Regions from separate parts of the Mus musculus genome. Here regions 1 and 2 are each linked to region 3. A link is a contact called in public Hi-C and targeted proximity ligation data. All regions are on one chromosome and are shown on one strand. The core of a region is the stretch at or near the end of the contact, and the rest is flanking DNA. Distances in the headings are between cores, read along the strand shown.

Evidence for each region. A called contact is a pair of places that touch in the nucleus more often than the background predicts.
Region 1: a contact with region 3 is called in a targeted proximity ligation map of pancreatic cancer cells. A contact is called at or near these places in 5 of 130 datasets of targeted methods (the 230-238 cell line, CD8 T cells, memory CD8 T cells and 2 more) and 1 of 9 other capture datasets (liver).
Region 2: a Hi-C map of B cells shows a contact between it and region 3, with 27 read pairs. A contact is called at or near these places in 8 of 39 promoter capture datasets (the C10 cell line, the HPC-7 cell line, HPC-7-derived erythroid cells and 4 more), 20 of 484 Hi-C or Micro-C datasets (the AML12 cell line, B cells, CD4 T cells and 16 more), 25 of 130 datasets of targeted methods (the 230-238 cell line, the SCID.adh cell line, bone marrow-derived dendritic cells and 17 more) and 2 of 9 other capture datasets (adipose tissue and liver).

Annotation. Positions count from the first base shown.
Region 1 is chr19:29,214,254-29,218,611 of GRCm38.p6, forward strand. No RefSeq gene overlaps it. Among named protein-coding and RNA genes, the nearest start is that of Gm41829, 29 kb to the right of the region's middle.
Region 2 is chr19:29,061,409-29,065,652 of GRCm38.p6, forward strand. No RefSeq gene overlaps it. Among named protein-coding and RNA genes, the nearest start is that of Gm9895, 3.8 kb to the right of the region's middle.
Region 3 is chr19:29,520,924-29,524,901 of GRCm38.p6, forward strand. It overlaps Ric1 (RAB6A GEF complex partner 1), which reads left to right and starts at 1,359. Exons shown (of 26, transcript NM_001081319.1): 1 at 1,359-1,743. The coding sequence starts at 1,600. It overlaps A930007I19Rik (RIKEN cDNA A930007I19 gene), which reads right to left and starts at 1,064. Exons shown (of 4, transcript NR_015567.3): 1 at 967-1,064; 2 at 1-46.

The DNA of each region.
Region 1 (4,358 bases), core at 803-3,302, 310 kb before region 3:
TCTTGCTGAGGGTCATAGCCATATGCCACCACAGTCAGCCGATCTCTAAAAGCCTCAGGACACAAGTGTGGTTGCTGGGTCCTCTTATCCAGTTCTCACAAGCGCCTATTCTGAAGATAGTCATGGATATGCAATATATTGGGATAGCTTGCTCTATTTATTAGGTGCTATGCCCAGATCTGCATTTGTACTGATTAACCATGAAGATAATTTCAGGAGGTATTTAAAGCGACAACACAGCTACACTCAGGCCAAGTAATCATGTAGAACAGAAGGAGGAAACCTGGTCAAGGAAGGGAAGCTAATGTCATGTTAAACGTCCTGCTTTAACGAGTGTGGTACTGTGGTACAACTAAGAGTGAAGCTGGGCCCTGAGCTTTATAAAAACCTTGACCAAGCAGGGTTTATCATTTTGAATTCCTACAAGGTAGTTTTATAGTCTTGTATTGATTTTTTGTTTGCTTGTTTTGTTTTTTGTTTTTTCGAGACAGGGTTTCTCTGTATAGCCCTGGCTGACCTGGAGCTCACTTTGTAGACCAGGCTGGCCTCGAACTCAGAAATCCGCCTGCCTCTGCCTCCCGAGTGCTGGGATTAAAGGTGTGCGCCACCACGCCCGGCTTTGTATTGATTTTTAAAGTGTCTTTGTTAAGTAGGAGAGAAAATTGTGTTTTGCCTATGACCTCAGAAGTATTTTCTATGAAGAAGTTAATCGAAGAAAATGTAAGCAATGTAATAAATTATTTGGGTATATAGTATTCTTACCAAATGTGTGTGTGTGTGTGTGTGTGTGTGTGTGTGTGTGTGTGTGTGTGTAAAGATTTATTTTGTAGATGTGAGTACACCGTCACTGTCTTCAGACACACCAGAAGAGGGCATCAGATGCCATCTCAGACAACTGTGAGCCACCATGTGGTTGCTGGAAATTGAATTCAGGACCTCTGGAAGAGCAGTCAGTGCTCTTAACCACCAGGAAACCGAGCCAACCAAAAAACCTCCTAGAAAGGAGCACACTGGAAATACTAAAAGGTTTAGGTACAGGTAGTGACTTTAGGAATAGGAGTCAAATGGTTCAGGAGATAAGAGCAAGAATCGACAAGCTGGACTTCATTACATTTCAAGGCTTCTGGGATAGACTCAGTGGACGGACACACAGCTTACAGAACAGGAGAAATATTTTTTTTTGGTTTTTTTGGTTGGTTGGGTTTCCTTGGAGGGGAGGGGTGCACAGGATCTGTCTTTGTAGCACTGGCTATCCTGGAACTCACTATGTAGAGCAGGCTGGACGAAACTCAGAGACTCGCCTGCCTCTGCCTCCCAAGTGTTGGGATTAAAACTGTGCATCACCACACCAGACCTCATCTAGACATTTCAAAGTTTCAGATCTTACATGAAGGTTTTTGAGCCATTCTTAATATATTATTATACACAGCTATAATATAATATAATATAATATAATATAAATTATTTTCAGCTGTACACTTGAGAGATATTAAGATTCAGAATATTTTTTAAAATGAAAAAAAAGAAACCCCCCCCCCACCCCACAGACCAAATACTTCAATCAGAAGACAATTCTCAATAATCAAAGTTATAAATGGATGATGGATCTGTGGAAAAAAAGAGCCACCATCATCTGTGGTAATGATGCATGACAGAAGAAAGAGCAAGACTGGGCCTGATTTACTCCAAAGGTTCTGGTGTCTTCATTCCAATCCAAGAGGTGCCAGATCTAAGTAGCAGTCACCCTTGTCCTGAACAAAGGCCGTCTGCTCTATATATAGAATAGCACGGCAAATGTGGTAACAAAAGGGAACAAGGCACATTTTTCTTAAACTTTTACAGGAGTCTCACCAGGCAGAAAATTGTTTCTCTGGTCCTATCGACTCAGAAGGACATACAAAGACCCCATAAACTATTAATCCATACATGATTAATCGATATGTGCTGGTTACTTCAAACCTGTTTGGAGACTGCTTGGTTTTTTTATGCCTTGCTGCTCTCAGTGAACGGTCTCTGACCTGGTCACCACACCTTCTGCACACATAACATTGTTCTGAGTCAGGGCCATGAAAGACTCGCAGAGGTGAATTGGGGACACGGTCCATGGAGGAGTACAAAGACTAGTAAGATTGATCATAATCTTTTCTTTACAGGTCACTTAATCCTGAGCAAGGTAAATAAATATACAGCCTGTGAGCAGAATGAATCTGTAGTTCGAAATAATCTCCAGGCACATTACTAGCTTGCTGTCAGGTTAGATGGAAGTTTGATTTGTAAAATCAGATTTTGAAAAACATTTCTATAGAAAAACCATTCCCACATGTCTTAATTACAATTACAAACAAAAAACAAAAAACAAACAAAAAAAAAAACCCAAAAAACTCCATGACCAAGGCAACTCTTATAAATAAAGCATTTAATTGCAGCCTTGCTCATAGTTTCAGAGGGTTAGAGCATTATTAGGTCTGAGAGCTTACATATTGCTCCAAAGACAGACAGACAGACAGACAGACAGACAGGCAGACAGGCAGACAGGCAGACAGGCAGACAGGCAGACAGGCAGACAGGCAGACAGGCAGACAGGCAGACAGGCAGGAAGGCAGCCCTCTTTTATCTTATCAAAAGAAGTACATCATTCAAGGTGGGCCATGGAAATGGGCTGGGAATCATGGAGTAGAGATTCTAGTGGTTCTGTGGGAAAGGCTGTTCTGTGGGAAAGGTAGCCTTTCCCACAGAACTGTTGGAATGAAGTTCAGGAGAACATCCCTCATTTGTCAAGTTGTTGTCTGCTAGTGCCTGTTTGGGAAACAGCTTTATCAGTCCTATTGAAATCCAGAGGGGGTCTGACGAAGAGAACACAGAGGCCAAATCTTGGCTCTGGTTAGTGGGTGGAATAGCATCCACCAATGGCTGGGCCTTTGAGGGAGATCATCTAAAAAACTAGTTTCGGTAAAAATGTATTTCTTTTTTTTTTAAAGATTTATTTATTTATTATATGTAAGTACACTGTAGCTGTCTTCAAACACTCCAGAAGAAGGAGTCAGATCTCATTACAGATGGTTGTGAACCACCATGTGGTTGCTGGGATTTGAACTCTGGACCTTTGGAAGAGCAGTCGGGTGCTCTTACCCACTGAGCCATCTCACCAGCCCAAAAATGTATTTCTTATGATGTTTCCCCACAGGTGTTAGTGAGGGAGACTGAGAGGAATACTTTTTACAGACTTAAAATATAAATTGTGTTATCAAGTCATTGCTGTGTCACTCCCATGACCCTTAGGCATCAGAACAAAGCAAATCAAAACTACATTGACATTCTATCTCATGACATCAGAATGGCTATTACCAAGAAACTAAAAACAACAAGGATGGTGGGGGGTGCGTTGGAGGAGGGCAATTTTTTTATGCACTGTTGCTGAGACTGTAAATTTGTCTGGCACTGTGAATATCAGAGTAGAAGTTCTTCCAAAAATTAAAACTAGAACTATTATATGATCCAACCTGAGAATACAGCCCTGCAAAGAAACCAAAGTCAGTATACCATATGGACACCTGCACACTCATCTTATTAATGCAGTGCACACAATATCAAAGAGATGGGACCGTCCTGGGTGCTGACGCAGGATAAGGGAAGAAAATGTAGCGTATGTGCATAGTGGAGTCTTACTCAGCTATAGAGAAGAAAACCATTTGTAGAGAAACAGATGAAACTGGAAATCAGGCCAGCCTGGTCTACAGAGTGAGTTCCAGAACAGCCAGGGCTATACAGAGAACCCTGTCTCGAAAAAACAAAAACAAAAACAAAAACAAAAAACACCCCCAAAAACAAACAAAATAAATAAAGAAATAAAAGCCAGGCATGATAGCTTGTGTTTGTAGTTCCATCACCAGGGAGGTGAAGACTGGTGAATCCCTGGGGCTCACTGGCCAGCCAACCTAGACCACACGGCCAGTTTGATGTAAGAGACAGACTTCCTGGAGAGACATGAGCAAGTGTCTACTCATCTCACAGGAAAGCTGGGTGTGCCAGTGGGGTGCTAGAGTCCTGTAGGATTCTGGGGAAGCTGCTGATCACTTGTCTACATTGGAATCCTGAAGAAGCAAATTAACATCTGGTGCAACAAGAGGGAGAAACTTGCCAGTGAGAGAGGACAAGCCAGCAGAAAGCACAGCTTCCTTCTTTCATGTCCCTTTCTGTGGGCTGCCACCAGAAGGTGTGAGCCAGATCTGGGGTGGTTCTTCTGACCTCGAAATATCTATAAAATTCCATACAGGGCTTCCCAGCAGCTCAGGGTTTAGTTGATTCCCGATTTAGTCAAGTTGACAACCAAGAGTAGCCATAACAGCTGGCCTTGAGCT
Region 2 (4,244 bases), core at 1,308-3,807, 460 kb before region 3:
GCCTGGGCTACATAGAGAGTATGTATGTAGCCTGTTTCTGAAAGAAAAGAATCTTGGAAAAAACAAAAAACAAAATAAAACAACAACAACAAAAGCATCTTTAAAACAAAAGAATTCAATGAACAATGCTTGAGACAATGGGAGAATTGGGGAGGGGGTGGGGGGAGAACCCCCAAATCTATTCATCGTAGATGGCTCTGAGTAACTGTGACAGTTTGCGTATGCTTGGCCCAGGGCATGGCACTATTAGACAGTGTAGCCTTGTTGGAATAGGTGTATCACTGTGGGCAAAGGTTTAAGACCCTCATCGTAGCTTCCTGGAATCCGGTATTCTGCTAGCAGCCTTCAGATGAAGATGTAGAACTCTCAGCTCCTCCTGCACCATGCCTGCCTGGAGGCTGCCCTGCTCCCACCTTGATGACAATGGACTGAACCTCTGAACCTGTAGGCCAGCCCCAATTAAATGTTGTCCTTATTTAAGAGTTGCCTTGGTCATGGTGTCTGTTCACAGCAGTAAAATCCTAACTAGGACAGTGATCTATTTATGACCTATGAAAACAGGTAAGAAACATCCCTGTATACCTGTGTATACCATATATACTGAAACTGAAGAAGAACTAATGATCTTGGAGAGAGAAACTGTTGAGGACCAGGCACTGGGGAGATGTCTCTGAGCCTGACTGGGGGTGGGAGAACAGCAGATATACAACCAGAGGACCTGAGTTCAGATCCCTAGCACCCACTGAAAGAGCAGGTATGGCCACTGGCACCTGCAACCCCAGCACTGAGGAAGGGGGAATGAGGCGTGGAGACTGGTTGATCCTGGGGCCTGCTGTCCAGCCAGCCTAGTGAAAACCAGAGTTCCAGGTTCAGGTTCCTTTATCTTAAGGGAATAAGGCAGAGAGCAAATGAGGAAGTCACCTGTCCCCTGACCTCTCCCGGCTGGCCTGGCCTTTGTGCACTTATAAGGGCATCCTTACACACACACACACACACACACACACACACACACACACATAAACACACACACACACAAGCACACCCATCTACACATCCTCACATACACAAAGACTGTTACAGACCCGAGCAAAATATCTTTGAAAGCCATGCACTGCCCATCCCTGTGTCTGACCCAGGATGTATTCTTAACAGACCACCAGTTTCCACCAACCCAGAAGTTAGGATGTTAGCAGATCACATCTGGGACCTATAACAAAGGTTCCCTGCTTTGCTGTAGCCTGCCTAACTGTTGTCTCCACCAGTGTATTTGGTAACTGTCTTGACTTATGACTTTGTTCCATAATTAATACATCTCATGTGGCCCTTTGCAGTGGGATCTATCTTTCTGGTCTGCTTGGATCTGTGTTCCTGGGCTGTGGTCACCCACATTTGGCTCCAGAATAAACTATCCCATTTGAGGCAAGAACTGTGTTTTGTATCAACAGCAGAAGAACAGAGTGAGAAGTTTCTCCATGCCCCTTAGGGACAAAGAGTGGACATCCAGAAAAAGTCTGTTTTTGACTCCAAATAGCACCCACAGACATATATCTGTGGAGAAAGTTACACAGATATAAAAGGAATTCCAGGGGCTGGATCAGATCAGCTGTGGGCATGGTGTGATGTCATATAAAGAACGGGCTAGTCTGGGGCTCAGCAGGAAAGCCATGTTCATTCCCAGCAAAGCAAAACCAATACAAAACAAAAGGACTTAGAAGGCCAGGGGTCCGGCTCGGTGCATGAAGACGCTTGCTGACAGCAGTGATGACCTGGGTTCAACCCCCAGGACCCACGGGATAGAAGGATGCTGAGAAGGGGACCTATAGGACCTATACCTGTTTCTTATATTCAAAACCAAGTCAATCCAGGACATGAATGGGAGCCCAGGGCTCACCTGCAGCCATAGTTAAAAGCAGGGCAACAACATTCATATCATACTCACACCCCCATCTTACACTAGTAATCAAACCTAAGCCTTCAGTTGCCTACAACTGCTCTGGCTGTGGCTCCTCGTGCTACCTGCAGAAGTAGGGGAGTCCCAGGCCCCATTGCCTTTACAGATTTTTCGGCTTTTCTCTATATTTACTTTTTCCTCATGGATTTCCTGTTCCTCAGAATCACCTAGATGAGTCGTCTTTACCCTTCCTAATGTTGTGACCCTTTAATATAGTTCTTCATGCTGTGGTGATCTACGACCATATATATATATTTTTTGTGCTACTTTATAGCTGTAATTTTGCTACTATTATGAATGGCAATGTAAATATCTGTGTTTTCTGACGATTTTAGGCAACCCCTGTGAAATATCCCCAAAGGGGTCGCAACCCACAGGTTGAGAACTGCTGAGTCAGCCATTCTGTTTAAAAATACAGGTTCTCAGGACCTATTCTAGTCCATTAACTACAATCTTTTTAGAGGAGAGTCTAAAAGTCTGAACTTCATCTCAGGATGATTCCGGCTTGTGCCTAGTTTTAAGAAGTACGGCACTAGACAGGGCAGTGATGATATTCCTTTCACTGAGGACACAGCGCCTGGCACTTCACCAACACACCTGACTGCTTTCAGAATGAATAGGCGGAATGAGCTGCCCCGCCCCCACTCTACCCACGTGGCCGTGCCTGGCCAATGAACATTCAGTTGCTAAGATTCCACCTACCGGCAGGTGGCGCTGAGTCGACGTAAATGCCGTCCCAGGAAATGTTTTGCTGGAAATTCAAGCCTCAAAGGCAGCTCAATTGGATTATATTTTTACGTATTTACTTTGTCTGTAACTCTCACTTGTATGAGTAATTTGGTTTCTGATGGCGTGCTTTGAATGAGAGAAGCCAGGGAACGCAACCTGACAAGGCCTGGGAGGTAATGAAAGGACTGGATGGACACTCCTAATGGTCCTAGTTTTCATTCTCTATGAGCAAGCACTGTGTGTTATGAAATTACTCAAAGACACAAATGAGTCTGCCATTTCAGTAAGAGTGTAGCTAGCCTGTAATTTCTGTTAGTCATCTACTGTTTCCTTTATGGGTGTTTAATTGGACTAACCTTTTAAAACCATTTCCCTCACAAAGCTGTCTGAAGGGCTGTCTTGGCAGTCTTTTGAGACGTGGGAAGTCAGCCCACAGTTAAAGGCTGGGGCTCCGTAGCCAACGCCTCTTCCCCTTCCCCCAAAGGGCATCGGCGTGCAAGTGACTGATAGGGCTGGCCTGAACCAACAGCCAACTATCAGGCAAGACCATGGCCCCGGCTGAACTGGTTTCTTCTGCCAGCAGACCTTCAGCCAGGGGCCCTGAAGGAGGAACCATCCTGAGGTGCTTGCTGTCTTCCCAAGGCTCCAAGCCCAAAGCAGAGAGAATTGGGACTCGAAGGAGGAAGCAAGGAGTCTACAGCACAGACTCCTTGCACAAGAGGGCGTAATTCAAGGGAATCACACAGTTTAGGTCACACCATAGCATAGAGTTCCTGGGAAAGAAGAGAGGAGAGCAGGGAGGGGAGGGGTGGAAAGGGGAGGAGAGGGAGAGGGAGAAGGGAGGGGAGGGGAGGGGAGGGGAGGGGAGGGGAGGGGAGGGGAGGGAAAGGAGAATCTATTAAATTAAATGCTTTAAGGGCTCGGTGGTGGTGGTGCATGCCTTTAATCCCAGCCCTTGGGAAGCAGAGGCAAGTGGATCTCTGTGAGTTCAAGGCCATCCTGGTCTACAGAGTGAATTCCAGGACAGCCAAGACAACACAAAGAAACCTTGTCCCAAAAATAAACAAACAAACAAATACTGTGATGACTAATACCTTGTATGATAATTTTTTTAAAACAAATACTATAAAATAACAAAAGAACGGATACAATTTCTCATTTTCTTCCTTGAATAACCTGGTATACAGTTAGATAGGAGCCAAGCAAAACAGGCAACCAGAAGCCAGTGTGACCCAAACTGACTCGTAGGGGGGTGTCCTGTTTGGAGGTGTCTGGTATGAGCATAGGAGCCCAAGTGGCATGAAGACTGCATACAGATGTGTTTGAGTTAATGGGGGGCAGAGCTTCCCATTCCTGAAGAGCTAACATGCAACTCTAGGGAAAACTCTAGGGAAAGCTGCATGGGGTTGAGCTCAGAAGCATCAAGTCCACTGTGTGTGTGTGGAATAAATCTAGAGGAATGCCCGAGTCCTTACATGGTCATGTCCACATAGCCCCAGTTTTCTGCACTGGAAGGGAGGGAGATCAGCTGTGTTCTGGTTTCTAAACAGAATCCTTAAAAGGA
Region 3 (3,978 bases), core at 109-2,608:
CCAGCACTTTAACTAGCGATGATCCAGCACCATCATCTGTGGTTTTCTGTGGAATTAAATCAAAGCATCCTCTTAATTTTTTTGTAGACCTTAGCTGCTACAAAAGATCACAGGAGGAGAATCCCACCCAGAAGCTCACCAGTAAGTGAGGTCAAAAAAAAAAACAATTAAAAATTACTTAGAAACATCTACACTGCCCATGATTGCAGACACACTGGTGAGGCACATGAACACACTGAAGTAGAGGTAGAGCAAACATTCTCAATGGAATTGCAGCACATTTTCACTTCCTCTGCCACGTGTACAACTCTGTCTGAAAAGTACTAGACAACGAAGTTCTTCTATGATTTTATATTGGCAAGGCAGAGACCTCTCTGGACCTCTTGATTTATCCAGCGGGTGTAACTCGGATCATCAAGATTCCGTCCACACAGATGAAAATCTGAAAAATAGTTTTCAGGTCTGCTCTGCTTAAAATATCCCAGGAATGCTGTGTTGGCCTGTGGGACACACCAGGACAGAGATTCTAGGAGATCCTCTGGAAACAAAAGGCTAGTGAGCTGGGACTTTAGTCAACGTCTTCGAAAAGCAAGCGTTAGAACAATTACGGAAAGTTACATTGTTATTAAAATCCGGATTGTTACTTTGTTGTTACTTTTAAACTTTGAAAGAGTTACAAAAAGCTGCAGCTATTTTTAAGGTTCCAGGTCCAAAAGTTGAGCACCCCTTCATTCCTCCCAACCCCCAAATTAAAAACATCAATACGGTATCTCCAGTCTGGATCAACACAAAACCTAAGTCCATTTCTTTTCCTGAACAGTTTACTGGGGCTGCAAAAGACCCCATCTGGCTTCGCCTAGCATTAATAACTAAACAGGCAGACAAGACTGAAGCACTTTAGTGACTGAATAAAGAGCCTGCCTAGAATGTAAGCTCTGTACGGCCAGGGACATCACCAGCTCTCACTTTAAACCGCAGCACACAAAGGATTTGTGGGTACAGACTCGAACCCCAAGCCTTGGAGTCGCAGAGACCCAGCTCCAAGCGCAGCCCGGGAGTCACGTGACGCGCGCTCCGCTCGCCCCGCCCCCTTCAACCCCGGAGGTCGCGCCAATCCAGGGATCGTGCAAGTGGGCCCGGCCGCTCCGATTGTCACTGACTGAGCCTGTCGCCTCATCCCGGTCCCCAGCTCCACGCGCCAGGTCGCCAGCCAGCAAGGCGTCCCGAGCCCTCGACGTCCTGCCCCGCGGCCTGCGTTCTGACGCGGGGCGGTCCGAGGGAGCCGGGCGGAGCCTCCCCGCGCCGTGCGGCGTGCTGACGCGAGCGGCGAGCGGGGCGGGCCGGCCTCGGCTCCTCCCGCCGCGGGCCCACTGGCCGCCCGCCTCCCCCACCCTCGGCCGGTCAGCGTCCCAGACTGCGTCGCGCAGCATCGCGTCGGCCCGGCCCGGCCCGGCCCCCGGGCAGATGCCCCGAGTTGCCGCTGTCGCCGCCGCCGACTCGGCCGGTGGCGGTGTGGGAGGTGGGCGCCTGGCCCGGGGCCGCCGAGCGTGACAGACACGGCCGGGGCCGCCGGGGGGCTGTCGGGGCCGCGCGCGGACCATGTATTTCCTGAGCGGCTGGCCCAAGAGGCTGCTCTGCGCGCCGCGGAGCCCGGCCGAGGCGCCGCTCCACGTCCAGTCTGACCCTCGGAGAGCGTTCTTCGCCGTGCTGGCCCCGGCCCGCCTCAGCATCTGGTACAGCCGAGTAAGTAGGCGCCGGCGTCCCGACTTCCCCCGAGCGGCCCCTGTCCGGTCCCGACTTCCCCAGAGAGGCCCGGATCTAGTCCCGATTCTCCCCGAGCGACCCTGGCCCCGTCCCGACTCCCTCCGAACGACCACCGTCCGGTCCCAACTAACCCCGGGCGAACCCAGAACCATCCTGATCACCCTCCCTATAGTGACCCTGGAACTGGCGCGACTGCCGCCGAGCGACCCCGGACCGGTCCCGACTTCCCCCGAGCGACCCCGGCCAGTCCCGACTCCCTCCGAGGGAGCGACGGCGGTCCCGTCCCAACTAACTACCCCCGAGCGACCCCAGCCGGTCCCGACTTACCCCGAGCGACCCTCGCTCTCGAGTTGGAGCCGCGCGCGGACAGTCTCCACTGCACCCCAGTCCCCGCGTGGCACCCACAGCCGCGCGCCAGGCCTGGAGCTCCCTGGCGGAGCCCAGACTTGCCTGCCTCTCTGCCCCCATTGCCGCCGAGCCAATCTGTTGGAGCGTCCCCCAGCACTCCGGCAGCTGTGGCGTCCCCGCTCCCCCACCCCCCACCCCTGCTTTAAAGGTTGTTGTTTAGTGGAGTTCCGGAAAGCCTGTTGGTCTTTACCAAGTGTCAGAATTTACAGTCCTGTGGTAATTGATTTCTGAAAACTTAAAGACTTGTTGGGTTTGAGTGTAGATATCTGGTAACTTTAGCTCCGGGTCTCCCCCACACATCACGGACTCCAGTCCTTTTCTTGGCTGCTCTTGGACTCTGGAGAGCTCTGCTGGGATGGTTGGAGAGTCGGGGAGCTCACGTCTGTCCGCGCCGCACCTGGAAATTATTATTTCCAGGCTTAGAAAGAGCATGGGGTCAGAATTCTTTGCTTTCAGCCTGGCTTTTTTTTTTTTTTCCTCCCGTGCCTTGAGTTCCGAGTAGATAAGAGAATTAACTTGAAAAAGTAAGGGGTGAATGGGCTAGCCCCCGTCCGGTTTTTGTTGCTCCTGGACATCTGTAAAAATTACAGAATTCTGAGTTTTAAGATCCCCCCCCACACACTGCATTCAGAGAGACAGTACTAATTGATGTCAGAGTGGTGGTGGTCTTGAAAAGAGACTAGAGGTTGGTTGACCTTGCCCTTGCTAGATATGTGAAACACTGGTTTTGGTTTGGTTAAACCCTTTAGATCTCTGCTTATTACCATGGTGTGCTGATAATGCCCTTGATTGTCCGCACACACAGCTGTGGTAAAACCGATGCTAGAATTTAAGCAATTTAATTGGTTTCTCTTTTACTATTACATAGTTAGGCTATTTGTCACTAAGTTTTGGCTGACCTAATTTTCAGAAAGGTATGAAAACCGCAGGTTACTAAACAATTACAGCATCAGCAATGTGATACTCAGATCCGTGCTGAATTGAATTTTTAAATATGTGCGTTGTAAATGTAAGTTGGTACCTAAGTGAGATCCGTTTTCAATTTATGAGCAGTTGAACAACTTTTATGTAGTGCAACTATTTAAAGTCAATAGTTGTTTGGAAGAGCATAATTAGAAGTTGAATTTTACATTGTTTCCTAAATTTAGTAGTTTTGTTCGAATGTAACACTTTTAAAATCTAACGTTTTAATCATTTTAACCCCTAAGGATACAAATCTGATTTATGTAAGTTTAGCATGGTAGGCCAGAAGCTTGTAGGCTACCTTCTCCACACACACCCCACCCCCACCCCCACATTAAAATGAGTCTCAGTTGTCTTGTGGACATTGTGACATGGATAAAATCTGTTTGGCTTGGGAGTTAGATGTAGTGTTATGGAACTTATGCATCCTCTGTTCATTCCCTTCAAACTCCCACTCTACACACCTGAGTCTCACAAAAGTACCTTGGTTACTACTGATCTCTAGTGTGTGAAACTTAGAATTTCACACACATACAAAACAATCACACACAGGGAAAGAAAACGTTTTCAGAGGGTAGATTTCGGGGAAATATATGGGTTCAGAGGCATAAAGTGAAATCAATTTCTGGACTATGGTAGGGAGCCTACAGGGCACTCTAGGTTTAGAGTTAACCTGAAACTCTGTGCACAAGCTTTGTGATTTAGAAAATCATGCTTAAATGAGATGATTCAAAGTCTGATTATGTGGCTGAGGAGTGGGAACGGTGCCAGGCTCCACCTGCCAAGTCTCCTTCTCTTGGGATATATGCTTGTAGCTTTTCTTATCCTGTGAGAACGTTCATT